2 separate regions of the Gossypium hirsutum genome follow, and region 1 is linked to region 2. A link is a contact called in public Hi-C data. All regions are on one chromosome and are shown on one strand. Each heading gives the region's core, a stretch centred on a gene start, on an enhancer-like site or on the middle of the called end of the contact. The rest is flanking DNA. Distances are from core to core; before and after follow the strand shown.

What was found. Hi-C and Micro-C count contacts between places; a contact is called where the count stands out from the background.
Region 1: a contact with region 2 is called in a Hi-C map of leaf, with 1.8 times the contacts expected there. The contact joins the promoter of LOC107940431 here to the enhancer-like site in region 2. A contact is called at or near these places in 15 of 34 Hi-C or Micro-C datasets (anther, cotyledon, fibers and 3 more).

The regions. Positions count from the first base shown.
Region 1 is chrD11:72,105,654-72,112,472 of Gossypium_hirsutum_v2.1, forward strand. LOC107940431 reads left to right here and starts at 5,310. Exons shown (of 6, transcript XM_016873851.2): 1 at 5,310-5,456; 2 at 5,593-6,155; 3 at 6,348-6,587; 4 at 6,662-6,709. The coding sequence starts at 5,604. LOC107940435 (a long non-coding RNA gene) reads left to right here and starts at 742. Exons shown (of 3, transcript XR_001695443.2): 1 at 742-842; 2 at 1,034-1,381; 3 at 1,473-2,422.
Region 2 is chrD11:72,059,176-72,066,571 of Gossypium_hirsutum_v2.1, forward strand. LOC107940449 (a long non-coding RNA gene) reads left to right here and starts at 5,433. Exons shown (of 2, transcript XR_001695453.2): 1 at 5,433-5,750; 2 at 5,982-6,549. Within about 2 kb of position 1,951, at least 2 of the 9 cell types and tissues checked have an H3K27ac peak or open chromatin away from gene starts, as enhancers often do. A contact at or near this core is called in hypocotyl and leaf, where this site is marked.

The DNA of each region.
Region 1 (6,819 bases), core at 4,060-6,559, 50 kb after region 2:
CTAATTAATGTCATTGTAAAAATAGAAAATCATGTTATATGAAATTAAAATATAAGGACTAAATCTCAAATTTAACTTAAAATATGTGCAATAAATTTATCGAACTAGTTTATATTGAACTATGTTAGTTACTTATTTTCTAATTGGGTTAATATACCATTTGATAGTTGAATTTAGTTTCAATATTTAATTCGATATTTAATTTTGGTTTCTATATTTTATTTGGTATCCGGATCAAACAGTGTTATGTGCTCCCAATGAATGTTTGACAAGTGTGTTCTAATTAAAAATATATAGGTATTCAATTGGAAAAAAAACTCAAAAATCAAAGTAAACATTGAAGTTAAATTACGGTCCTTAATTGGGAAAAAAAAACTCAAGTGCCAAACCGAGAAACCCCAAGTACTAAAGTGAACATTGAAGTCAAACTCAGTAAAAAAAATTGGGACAAAACAAAAGATTTAAGTACCAAATTGAATATTAAAACTAAAATAGATGCCATTTAGTATATTATCCCTTTCTAATTTAACTGGTTTTTGCTTGGTTCAATCGCCCCTTACTCCTTGTAGCTGGTTTTGTTTCTTTACCCGAATCTGATCCAAGCTGATATTTAGCCTTTAAGCAGACATGGAGACCAATTGAAGGACGGACTTAATTGATATGATACTAATACTTCAAAGACAATTAAAACATTTTAAAGTTTAGGACTATTTAGAATCTGACTAATTGTTCGGGGACTAACTGATGAAATTAACCATCTTATTAAAACCCTACCTCAATAAATAGCTTCATTTCCTTAGTTTACTCTTTGGCAGCTGCACCTTCTCCCCTCTCCTCTACCTGTGAGTACTACTGAAATTTGCAGAATTTCTTTTATTTGGTTCTATTTCGTAATCGTTGAGTTTCCTTAGTTTATAATTTTTTATATCCCTTAAAAAAATACATTTAGGTGGTGTTGATTTGCTTGCTCGTTATGATTTTCATTTGTTTTTTTTTTCCCGATTCGTCATCTGATCTGAGTTAAATTTCCCAGATCTGTTCAAAATGCTAAACGATGACAGTTTTTTGAATAACACGGATTGGCCTTTTAGCAACAATTGGGGTTTTGATGTGGGAACTACACGATTGGATCTTCAACAGCTTGAGGGAAACATCTAAAGTAAACGACGAACGAACTTCCATTGATAACCGATGAACTTAGTGTTTGAAGGAAGCAAGATGTCTCCTGGTTTTTACTTTAGATGTCTCCTTCATGCTGTCTGTAGGTCTACTAATCTCCTAGAACAAGTTCAGTGACTTCATTTTAGCAGCAGTTGAGTCGAAATGGATATTGTTCAAAAAACACTAGAAGTTTGAACAATTTTATCTACAATTATCAGAGGTATTCGATGTTTAAATCTAAATCTTGATTACTAAGTTTGATTTCATTATATAAGTCTTCATTTAACTTTCTATTTGACGTAATTATTCAGGAGCTGAAAGAAAAAAGCAAGAGAGCTATGCAACCTTGAATAATAATATGGTATGCACATTATACTCTAAGCCCTTCTTATTTATAAATCACATTAGTACTTAGATTTGGTTGTGGTGAGTTTCAAATGAGAATTCATGCCCAACACATGCATGTTCAACTTTTTTAGTTCTTTTAGTTTTCTTAATGTATTTAGAAGAATCTTTGATGGTCATATCCGATACCTATAGTCAAATGTGTTGGTAAATTACTCATTTCTAAATAACTTCATAATTATAATGTCAAATGCGGGTTTGCATCTAACATGTATTTGAAGGAATCTTGATGGGTCATATTTGACATCCATATCACAATATGCGTCAAACAGGCACTTCAAGCAAACCTCTACCTGAACAACCTAGAGTTTTAATATCAGACCAGATAACCTAATGTGTAGGACTCTCCCTGCTTCTCCAATTCTGCATGGACTTTTGCATTGAAAACCCTGTATTTTTGCCGTCTATATCTGGCCTCAATGCCTCGGGTTGTTCTTAGGACCCTTAAGAAGAGAGGTATGATATAGGTGCATATGTACTTAGTTGTATATTTATTGCATTGGAAAATCATGATCAAAACCAACTTAATGAAAACGAGAAAACAAGATTTGGAAAATCAATTTACTTGATTAATTTTTGGTGCATATGTATCTCTGTTGCATCTCCATTTTCTGCAGTATCAAGGGTTCATAATTTCTCAAGTGATCAGTCTGGGGTTGCCTTACTGGACGGTTTTTCATTTCAATCCTTTATTCATATTCTCTTACATTTCAAGGGTTGGGAACTAGACTTTGAAAAATTGAGGTATCGATATAATTTCTTTATTACAATATATTACACTTCGAACTTACGGCACTTGCCTATTTTTTGTTGTTTTAGCTCTCTGCAGCCTTTACATGGTTTGTTCAGAAGAACTTGCTACTAATGAGCCTATTACCCCTGATCAAGATTGAGAAGATTTGCCTCTAACAATGCAGAGTGAAAAGGCTATTTTTGATTATTAACTTTGTGGAAGGGACAACGAAACTCCGGAGTACATGGAACTTATCGTCGTTAGAATCGAGAATGTAATACTCCTAAATTATTATGAAAGTAGTAAAAATTTGAAAGTGTATAATTGATTTTTCGATAAAGTGAGAAAATGATATAAACAAAATAAAAGAAAGGTCAAAATTTAAGATACAAGTATAGTTATTCAGAATTTGAAGGGTCAAAATATAAATATGAAAAATATTGGTTTATGTGTAAATATTTAAAGTTTGAGGGGTTAAAGTATAAATATGGGAAAGTTGAAGGGTCAATAGTGCATATATCTTTAAGAGTTGAAAATGGATGAATAAGGATTAAATTGAATAAATGAAGAATTATGAGTGATTAAATTACAATTTTATCAAAACAAGTGATGGCTCAAGTGTACATGCAATAAAGCAATAGAGATTGAAGTTGTTTGTCGACTACAAGGTATCAAAGTCTACAGTTTTTATATGTTGGGAAATGTTAGAAAGCCAAAAGCTGTTGTAACTGTTGTATTTGGATTGCATTAATGCAGTGGTGAGGTTTGTAAAATCTAGAACAATGTGATTTCTTTTATTAGAGAAGACAGTGCGATTAGTTTTTAATCAGAATATAGAGTTGATAGAATTTTGTAAAAGAATTAAGTGAAATATCTTTAGATCTATGACAATGAAAGTTTCGTCTATTAAGTATTGATTTTATATTTCTGTCAATTTCGTGAGATATGACTCATTTGATATCAAATGTGCTCGGGGCTTGAAGGTAATGGTGTAGACACACCTCGAAAGTGGATCACTGTCTCTTGAGGTATATGGAATTTTCAAGACCAGATGAAAGACTTGCGACTTCAACATCTCTTCCTATTCGAGAGGTGAGAACAGTTGAAAATGTCTATAGTACAACCATTTTGTTAGAAAGTTTCTATAATGATATCTCGAAATCATCAATATGAGGACACTCATTCGTCTTAGCCTTAGATTTCAATGTATTCCTTAGGGATTACTACCCGAATTTCTCAATTATAGTATGGTGTCTATTTAAACTATATGAACGTGATAAAAACATTAGTGTTATATATACACTACTAAATACGAAATCGACTACGTTATTTGTATATAGTTCAAAATTAAATAAATACATACATTTGCTTTCGATAGTTGGTTTAATAGAAGTCGTATATCTTGAAGCTCGATAGGTAATCTCACGCAACTCGGGGTATGGTTCCACCTATTTAAATAACTTACTAGCATAATAATTTTATTTTAAATCAATTTAATAATGATAATATATATTGAATTTTACCTTGTTATGAGTGAGAATGTATACAGGTAGTTCACTCGAGGACGTAAAAATGGAAAGTGATACCGTTGCGATGATTGTAGTAATAAAAGGCAACCATCAATTTTTATTTTTTCTAGTTGCGTCGCCTGACACATCTCGTGGTACAATGTCACTAATAGGACGGACCCCCAAATAAGTTCGTCCGCTCTTCTAAAATTGATGAGTTTCAATAGCCACCTTAGATGGACGAGATTTCGTAATTTATCCGACATTAGGATACCCCCGATGATTTGAAGGATGTATGCCCGAGCGTGTCGTTCTCTTTGGACTTCAGTCGAATCCTTAACCAGCTCCACGAAATTATTTCATAATTAAGCCATTTCGATCCGACCTCCGTAAATCGTCTCCGGAACCACACCTAAAATATCATAATATACGATTCCCCAGTCAACAGGCCGAACAGACCCAATGACTATCAACCTGTAAACATGTTACCCCAACTGTAACTGTATGCCCTCTAGAGTGATAGTACACTCACCGCATGGAAGATGAAATGTGTGTGTCTTGAGTTTCCACCCTTTTACCAACGCGCTTATGAGTTTCGATTCCAACTTACACCCCCGGCCTACAAGGGCCATGTGCAAAAAACAACTTCCCCCAGATATGTTTCGATCAACGGTGATGGAGGATTGGGTAAATTACGAATGTGGTATTACAAAATTCGTTCATCCACTTATTTACATAAAAGTTATAAAAAAAAAATAAGTTCAATTATAACTATGAAATAAAAAATAAAAAAATTTAAAATTTATTCTTACCATTTGCAATTGATTACGTAGATGTGCTTGTTATCAAAACGGATTAGAGACCCAACCATTGCTAAAATTATAATTGAACACAAAATTTTTTTTAATAAAAATACTATTTCTTAAAATTACTAATAAAAAATAATAAAAAGAATAATTTAGATAAAAATAGAATTTTAAAAAACAATTTAAGAGACTATTTGAAAGATTTTTGAGAGATTTAGGAGAGAATTGTGTATAAAAAATGTGGGGAGGGGATTTATAGTTTTTTTTTACTGTTGGGGTCCAACGACTAGTTCAAATAGTCGTTGGAGTTGACCGTTAAAGCACGGGCAAAAATGCATCTACGTTAAAGTGCTTTACTAAAGTGTGCTGATGTGAATGCGTTTTATATGTTATTAGAAAAAAAAGCGTTGAGCTGAACACACTTCCTCACGTTTCTCTTAAAAACGACATTAACTTAACGCGTTTTGGGGGAGTTGACCCTTCTAGTAAATTTTAAACAAAACAATCCATTTCCATAATTTTTTTGTAAATGGGCCTGTGGTCGTTATTTTGGGTCGGTAAAATAGCCTAGTATCGTAAATCAAGGAAAAAAAGTTGTGGAGGGTACCCGTGGAAAGGCAGGTCAGTGGACCTACCAGATATACAAATTTACATACTTCGTGTCGAGTTCCTTTAAATTTCTCGAGCTGTCTTTAATACCACTTGACTTGATTCACGTATAAATATTTGATTTCATTCATTTCTTTGATCACCGGCTTGTTCATTCTCTACCTCTGAGTAGCTACTGAATTACTAGTATTTATCTGTCTTGCTTTGATTTTGCTGCTGAGTGTCCTTTTAAAGGTAGATTTTTTAGGAAATCTGGTTTCATATCCTTTGGTTTTGTTACTTTATATCTGTTGTTTGAGTGGAGTTCGTTTGTTTCTTTCTATCTGAATTCATTCAATGATTTCCGCTGATCTGATTTTAATTTCCCCAGATCTGTGAAAGATGACCAACCTTGACAGTGATTTCTACTTTGATGAACTTTTTCCTGATTACTCTCCGAGCAGCACCAACCTGGGATCTACGGTAGACCCTCAGACGGAGACATCTAAAGTAGAAACTAGCGCGGACGGACTGCTGTTGTCCAGCCTGGAACCTACGGGAAACCTTCGACAGCCTGGGAGGGCGACGCCTGAAGTACAGTATGGCGTGGACGGACTGCTGTTGTCCAGCATCGAATCTACAGGAAGCCTTCGACGGCTTGGTAGTGCGACACCTCAAGTACAAGATGGCGGCAACGGACTGTTGTTTTCGGTCGATTGTAATCAGGCTAACTTGGGCATTAAAAGAGACCTTGAATTAGTCTCTTGTAACTTGTCCGCACCTAAAGGACGAGTCACAAAGAAGCAGCGCGGGGGAGCCTTTTTTATCGGTGAATCATCAACTCTTCAAGAACAACCAGAGCCGAAACCGAAAAGGGAAGAACTTATTGAGGAAAAACCTATAAAGGGAGGTGCGAAAAATTTAGTGGATCGACTTGACAGAAAAATAATTAAAGTAAGTCTCATATTCAATTCAAATTATTGTTGTGCATTATACCTATATGTTGAAGATAATAAATCCCACATCGCCTGGATTGGTCGCCCATCAACTAGTCAATGATTCAGGCTATTAGTCCGAAAATCCTTGCATTGTCAATGTCTATATGTTTCTAACACTTGTTTTGTGTGTATATTTGGTGGCATGAAGACTTATTTGAATATGTATAAGATGATTGCGGAGAGAGCCTGTGATCTCTTACCACAAGTTTTCGGCTCCCTTGAGCAAATCGAAACAAAATGGCCACTGCTATCTGATCTCAAGAAAGTTAAGCAAAATATCAAGGAAATCCAGCGGAATCACAAGGGACAGCGTTTACCAGAAGCTGAGGCAAAGCAGAAATTGTTCCAAGTACGAAATGAGCTCAGACAATTTGACCAACAACTAAAGGTACACCAATGTTTACAAATATAATTGCCGAGTTCAATATCCTCTTGATCTAACGATTTAACTTGGCTTTTCAGGAGTTGAACAAAGGAAAGAACCCTGTGGCAATGTTCCTTAATAACAAGGTCTGCACATTTCTTATCATTGATATTAACTAATATAGTATTATATTATAATTATAATTATAATTATAATGCATGTCCTTATGCACTACACTTGTTTTTAGACATAGCAA
Region 2 (7,396 bases), core at 701-3,200:
CTAGGAGAAGTAAATCAAGAATCGGTACACAGATGCAGATTCCAAACAAGAAACGAAGCTAGGGAAGCTAAATTCACATGCCTTGTTGAATGATACGAACGCCACTGTTTCTACCAAGAAGCAGAACACGAGATCCTTTGCTAAGTAAAAAACGAGGACTAGCTGCAGTATAAACTGAGGCAAAAAGGAAATGAGCTTTTCCAGAACCGAAAGATGGCGTTCTTAGTTGAGGTAGATATGGTAGAAATAGATGGAAAAAATCATGTCTTGGATCAATGCGAGTAAGATGGTACCCCAACTCCCAACTTTCTCAATCGAAATGAAGCAGGCAGTCCGATATATTCTTCCGAAAAGTGAAATTACAGAATAGGTTAAATTAGAGACGGTAAAAGTACTACAAAACTCCCTATACTATTTCTTAAACTGCATTTCAACTCCTCTACTGGAAAATGGGTAAATTACGATTGAAATTTATCTAGAATGTTCTTGAATTTGGTATTATGTTTATTTTTTGTTGAGTTATAATCGTATTTTAGATGTTTAATATTTGTATAAAAATTTGATATGGATTTTGAGACAGTGATATGTCTTATGTTTGGTGTTATTTTTTCATGTTTCATTTTGTATCACGTGATGTTTAATATTGTTGGGTTTTAACTTTATATTCATTTTGTATATTTTTATGGGTTATAATTGTATTTAAAATGCTTTTATATTCATAAAAGCGTGATAGGTTTGATAATAGAGATAATATAATTTTGTTCTTTTGAAACTTGTCAATTAGGTTAATTTTGGTCATTGAATTTAGCAATTAGATTTATTTTGGTCTATGAGTTTGGATTATGTCAAGATTTAATAATGCGATCAATGTTACTTGAGCAAGATTAGATTGAACGACAAAATCAGATTGAACGGATTGAGAATTGATCGATATAACGAGTTGAATAAAATGGATAGATTGAATTTAGTCAAGCATAAAATGTGTTAACCTCTAGATATACCTATATATATTGCATTGAACATCACATCTGCCTTAAGTAGCATTTGGGAACTTGGATTTCAGAACATGGATTTGGGTTTGCAAGCTTTATGACAAAACAAGTAAATGTAACATTTATGATTATTTCACAAACAATAATCAGATTCTATTGGCACTGTCGCCCATGATTCTATTGGCATCAAGCTCTTTGTAAATGTATTCTTTCGGTATTTTGATTATCTCCGATGTAAATGATTGTCTTATTCCTTTTCATGCTTCAACTTTTTAGAGTAAACCCATATTAAAGCACCAGCAAATTAGGGCTAAAAAAAAGTGCCCTTCAAGGGCAAATCTAAAAGTTCCTTTTAGGATGGTCAAAAATTAATTATGAATTTTTTAAAAGTCAAAACATAAGTGACTTTGAAGGGATTGATTTTTAATAAAAAATTAGTTATAATTAAGTTCTTATAATTAATTAAAAATTTATTGACTTCCTCTATTAATGTTTAAAATTAACGTTAAAATTAGTTCACAAATTAATCAGACGACGACATTTGACAGACTCATAATTAATCTTGTACTTTTTTTAATAAAAAACATTAAAAATTATAAAAATGAAAAAATTAATTAAAATCAGCTTACTTAAAAATTTTTATTAACAGCAAAGGTTTAATTAAAATTTCTTTTTTAAGGGCTTTTTGTCCTTTAGAACCTAATTTTTTTGTATTTAATACTTGCATCAATTTTATTATTATTATTATCACATAGTTAAATTTAAATGAAGTCAAATTAAAATTTTAAATAAGAATAAAACTCTGTCGATGTTATTTTAATTTTTAAAATTTAATCTAAAATTTTTATTTAAAAAAGATAGAAACTAATAATAGGCGATATGGTACATAGGAGGGTTTAGGAAATAGGACAACCCCACCCTCCCACCCAAATAGTAAGGGACATTGTTGTCATATTGGAACATAGGACAACATAAAAGAGAAATACATCCACGGATTCGTCCTAGTCATTTCTCCTTTCACCTTGGCCCCAGTTGGGCAAATTTGAAGCTGCTTATTGGGAGTTTTAACACTACTACATTATTTTAAGGGTCCAATCCCAAGACAGACAAAATCCCTATGATGGAGAGCCAATTATCCTCATTAATGCTCTTTTATTATGGTCTTGTCAAAATGCTTTGTCAGAAGTAATCATTCTCTTTGAATATAAAGGAGTTTCGTCTCGCTTCCAAATTACAAGCAGAAAAATGAGTCTCGAGCTTGTTTCATCCTCTTCCTTTTTATTTAATCCCTAAAAGCTTGTCTTACTTTGAACTACTTATGGGTTGGGTTCGACTCAAAATCTGGTATGGAAAGTAGAAAATTTCAGGTAAAAATATAAATTTAAAAAAGATTTGGACAAAAAAATAATGTCAGTTTAGAAAATAAGTCGTGTAATACCCCTAACCCGTATCCTTCTCTAGAATAGGGTTATAGAGCATTACCAGAATTTACAAATTAATTTTCAGACATTTTATTTCATCAAGCATTCATATTTATAACCAATCAAAATCAAAACATTTATGAGTTATCATTAACCAATTTAACTTATACAAGTCATTATAATCAGAATCAAATCATCCAAAATTACTAATAGAACCAATGGATAATGTGATATATCTCCAACAAGCTTCCAACCTAATCGAGCTTCTGATAATCATTTTAAAACATATAATAATTATACCTATTACCAATAATAATTCAATTCCAATAATAAAACACACATATATATATAATATTCATTATCAAATAGCATTCACTTCTATTAAAATTAAACAAAATATAGTTCATACGAACTAGCCAGGCTAAATTGCAGAAATAGAAAAATTCAGGGACATTTTGGAAAATTTATATTTTTCTCGAATTTCCACCCAATCTTGATCTAAATTAATATTTCATTCAATTTACTAATTTAAATAATAAAACAATTCATTTCATGCAATTTGGTCACTTTTTGATATTTTTACAAATTTACCCTTAAAGTTTCACATTTGTTCAATTTAGTCTCTGAACTTAAAATAGGTAAATTGGCCATTTTCAATGAAAACTAATACTAGTTGAATAATCATATATTTTCCTCCTCCTTCTCTCCATTCCACATCCTTAATGTATATAACATGCTTATATGTAACATTATCTATAATTTCACCATTTATTTATATATTCATTCAAACCTATTCACTTGAGTAATAATCACTAAATTATTCATATCTTGAGCTACGGAACTCCAAATTAAGATCCGCTAATTTTTTCCAAAACTAGACTCACATTTATTCTTACCATAAAATTTTCAGAATTTTTAGTTTATCCAATAAGTAGAGTTTATTCTTTAAAGTCATCCCTGTTCTGCTGTCTGACAGTTTCGACCCTTCTTCACTAAAAATTAATTATCTCCTCGTACAGGATTTGGATGATGTTTCCATTTGTTTCTATTAGAAATGGACTCATTAAGAATTTTAATCATGTAAATTTTAACCCCTAATTATTTTTATGAATTTTTTTATAATTTTCCAAAGTCAGAACAGGGGAACCCAAATTCATTCTGACATTGTCTCACAAAATTCATTATATATCATGATTTACAATTCCATTACTTACACCATTTCTTCTATGAGAAACTAGACTCAATAATATTTAATTCCATATTTTTCTCATCCTCTAATTCGATTTCCTTGATTTATGGCGATTTTTCAAAGTTAACCTACTGCTGCTGTCCAAAACTGTTTTAGTGCAAAATGTTGATTACTAAATTTATAACACCCTTATTCCCTTTCTCTATAGCATTTCCCATCACTTTCTCTTATTTTTCTTCACTAACATATCAATAACATAGAAACTTATATAATAAAATCCTACATTAACATCAATTTCATACTTTTTCAATAATATTAAACTCAAAAATATATTAAAATCTTGACGTTCTTGCCTTGCTCTATTGATTTCAATCTTTATCTTGATTTTCTCTCTCCTCCAGCCTCTATTTCTTGAATCTAACTTGATATTCTAGCTCCCTATAGTTTCCTTATCAATTTTCTCTCTTGGTGGTTATGGAAATTTCTTTGAATTCTAAGTGAAAATGGTAGATTTTTGGTAAAGGACCAAATTGTAAAGAAAATAAAACTTTCTTTCTTCTTCTTCTCACGTTGGTGCATGGGGAGGATGATGAATTCTCTTCATCTTTCCTCCCTTTTATATTAATCATTTAATAATAAAATAATACTAAAAATCTTAATAAAATATTAATTAAATAACATTTATCTAATTAATTAATTAAAAATATCACCAACATCATCATTACCTTCTAGAATTTTCTCTCTCTAATTGACCATTTTGCCCTTTATAATCTTTTAAAATTCCATCCTTAGTCATCATTTAGTTTGGTAAAATTGCAATTTAGTCCCTCACAATTCTTCACCTTTTTCAAATTGGTCCTAATCCATCCATTTTACTTAGTTTCTATATCATTCCACTCTTAAAATATTTACACCATTGGTCCTTTAACTTTTTCATATTTACACTTTAACCCCTCAAATTTTGAGTATTTACTCTTAGACAACAAAACTTTTCTCACTTTTACGATTTAATCCTTTTTTGAACTAATATGTCATAAGATACTTCCCAATGTTGACATAGCTCCAAAAATTTCCCCTTTTTCTTTTTCACTTTATTTCCTTATTTATTATATCAAAAATAATATCTTATTGTAAAAATTTTTGGGGTATTACAGGTCGAACCTCAGATAACCCGAATATGCAAAAAAAAGTTATTTTATCACTGTTTTGTTGCTATTTTCTTCTTTTTTTTTACTATTTTACGACCATTTAACTATTATATTGTTATTATATAACTCTGTTTTATTGTTAATTTTATTATTATTTTAGAGGTATTTGTTTGTTAAGTTACATTTATCTTACTTTTATTTAAGTATATATATTAATCTATTTTCAATTTGTTGGAAAATATTTATTTTAATATTTTAAGTATTTTTGTTGTATTATATTTTTTTTTAAAAATGTATATAAAAAAGCAATATAAAAAAGAATAATACGGTCGAGCCAAACTCGAGTTTTATCATTTTTATCTAGGCCTATTTTTCAGGCTAAGTCGAGTTTGGGCCTAAAATTTTGATTGAGCTTTTCTTGAACTTGGTCCGATTTGACTCATGAGCACCTCTAATTAGACCCTGACCCTTGTCATTCATTTGATTTAATCCCAAAATAAAATTAATTTCATTAAAATTATTTTATATAGTCTTCAGTTTTTTTATTTTTATATTTTTTTAAAAATATAAAATTTAGAATTTTTTATAAATATTTTAAAATTTAAAAGTTATTTTAATTTTATTATTATTTATTGACAGGAATCAATATTCTTCATTTCTAAAATCGACAAAAATAAAAAAAAGTACTTAACACTTGATTTCTAAATTCAATTTACCTGTTTGGTTCCACCACAAAAATTGAAATAACTCAATTTGATTAAGTTTGCCGACGCCTAATTATGGCCACGGGGAGTATCGCTCTTTTTGTCAAACTATTCATCCTCTTTGAAGAATAAGGAGTATCTCCTCTCGCTCCAAATTAAAAGCAGAAAGTGAATCTCGAGCTTGCCTGACCCTTGTCCTTCTTTGCTATTTAATCCCCAAATGAGTTCATTATTTTCCCAACGCTTTGGCAGCCGGTCTTCTCCCCTCTTCTCTTCAGTGTAGACAAATCTAAGGAGTAAGTACTATTTAATTTACCATCTCATTTTCATCGCAGTCCATACATTTCCTGCTTTGATCTTGCAGAATTTCTTCTTTAATTACGTGGAAATTTCGTTTCATAGGGTCTGGTCTTGATAGTTCATTTATTCTTTGATAGAACAATTTGGTCTCGTTTGTTCTGAATTGGAAAAAATAAATAAAGTTTTTTTTTCAATGATCTAATTTGATCTGAGTTAAATTTTCCCAGATCTGTGCTAAATGACTGAAAACCAGGACGCCCCTAGCTCAATTAGGGTTTTTTCGGAAGCTGAGAGTGATGCACCTGGAAATGAATCCGAACCCGATAATACCCCAGGTGAACGAGTCGATGTGGACTGGAACCAAGAAAAGAAAACGGGAAGCCGATAATTCAGTGGAACAAAAAGGAAAAGCCCCAATAAACAGACATCGGGAAATGAAGCTTCAACTTCCCGACAACAACCAAAACAGAAAGAGACGAAAGATGAGGGAAACAGAGTGAAAAATACGCACTTTAAATTTGCTAGACTGAAAAAGGCGGTAAAGTGTCCTAATCGAACTAAGAGTTTCATATTAGATTAACATTATTGTTATTTATTATGCATAAATTTTGAAGATAAAAAAGATCTTTTGATTTTTAATGATTTCTTAAGATTGGGACTCGAATAACTATGAGATTGCTGGATCTATTGTAAGTTCTTTGATCTATCGGTTATTTGAAGATGCAAGGTAGATTCAAAAAGATTAATTTATTTGTGTTATTTATAATATTAATGATATTATTAGTATTTTCGTAATATTATTATTAATAATGTTCTTTACTTTTAGTTTTTTTTATTAGAATTGAAAATGTTTAATTGGAATAGAAAAGTATAATAAAATTTTATAAAGATAAAAAATATTGCATTCTGACAATCATATAATATGGTCACGTCATCTTGTAAGGATTTGACTGTTTTCTAAACAGACAATACCCCTCCAAAGAGAACAATACATCATATTTGTACAGTTTGAAAATCAGACACTTGCTTTGTGTATATATTTGGTGTAATGAAGGACAAAATGACAGATATGGAAGTTCTGTTTTGGAAGAACCAGGTGGCCTTTCCTGTCTCGTTACAAACTCCTGCCTCCTTCGATGCCAATGCATCCTGATCTTCAAGAAATTCTCAAAAAGATGGAGGACATCAGGGCCAAATCCGATAATGATGTGACATTAGATGAACTAAATCGGGAGTTAGATTCATTAGGGAAACAATGAAAGGTACACTAATGATTACAAATCTAATTACTAAGTTTGTTTTCATGATCTAAATCTCCAATTTAACTTCCTAAATTGACACATGTTGAACTTGGCCATAACACTGCTCAAGTTCTGGTTTGTGCTGCAATAAAAGAAATGGAAGGTTTTTCAGTTGAGAAATTGGACATGGAGACGTTGAAAAAATGGGGGGCGACACTCAACAACGCCAAGGAACTTGGTTTTCAAGTGGGATTTGCTGATGATTTGTTAAGGAAGAATTTGTATGCCTACTTTGCTTACAGAACAGTCTTAGACGAGGCTAAAGAAAAGGAGATTTGAGAAATTAAAGGTGGCTTAGCTCGCATGGTTGCGAATCAAAGGGTGTTTTCCATTTGCAGGAA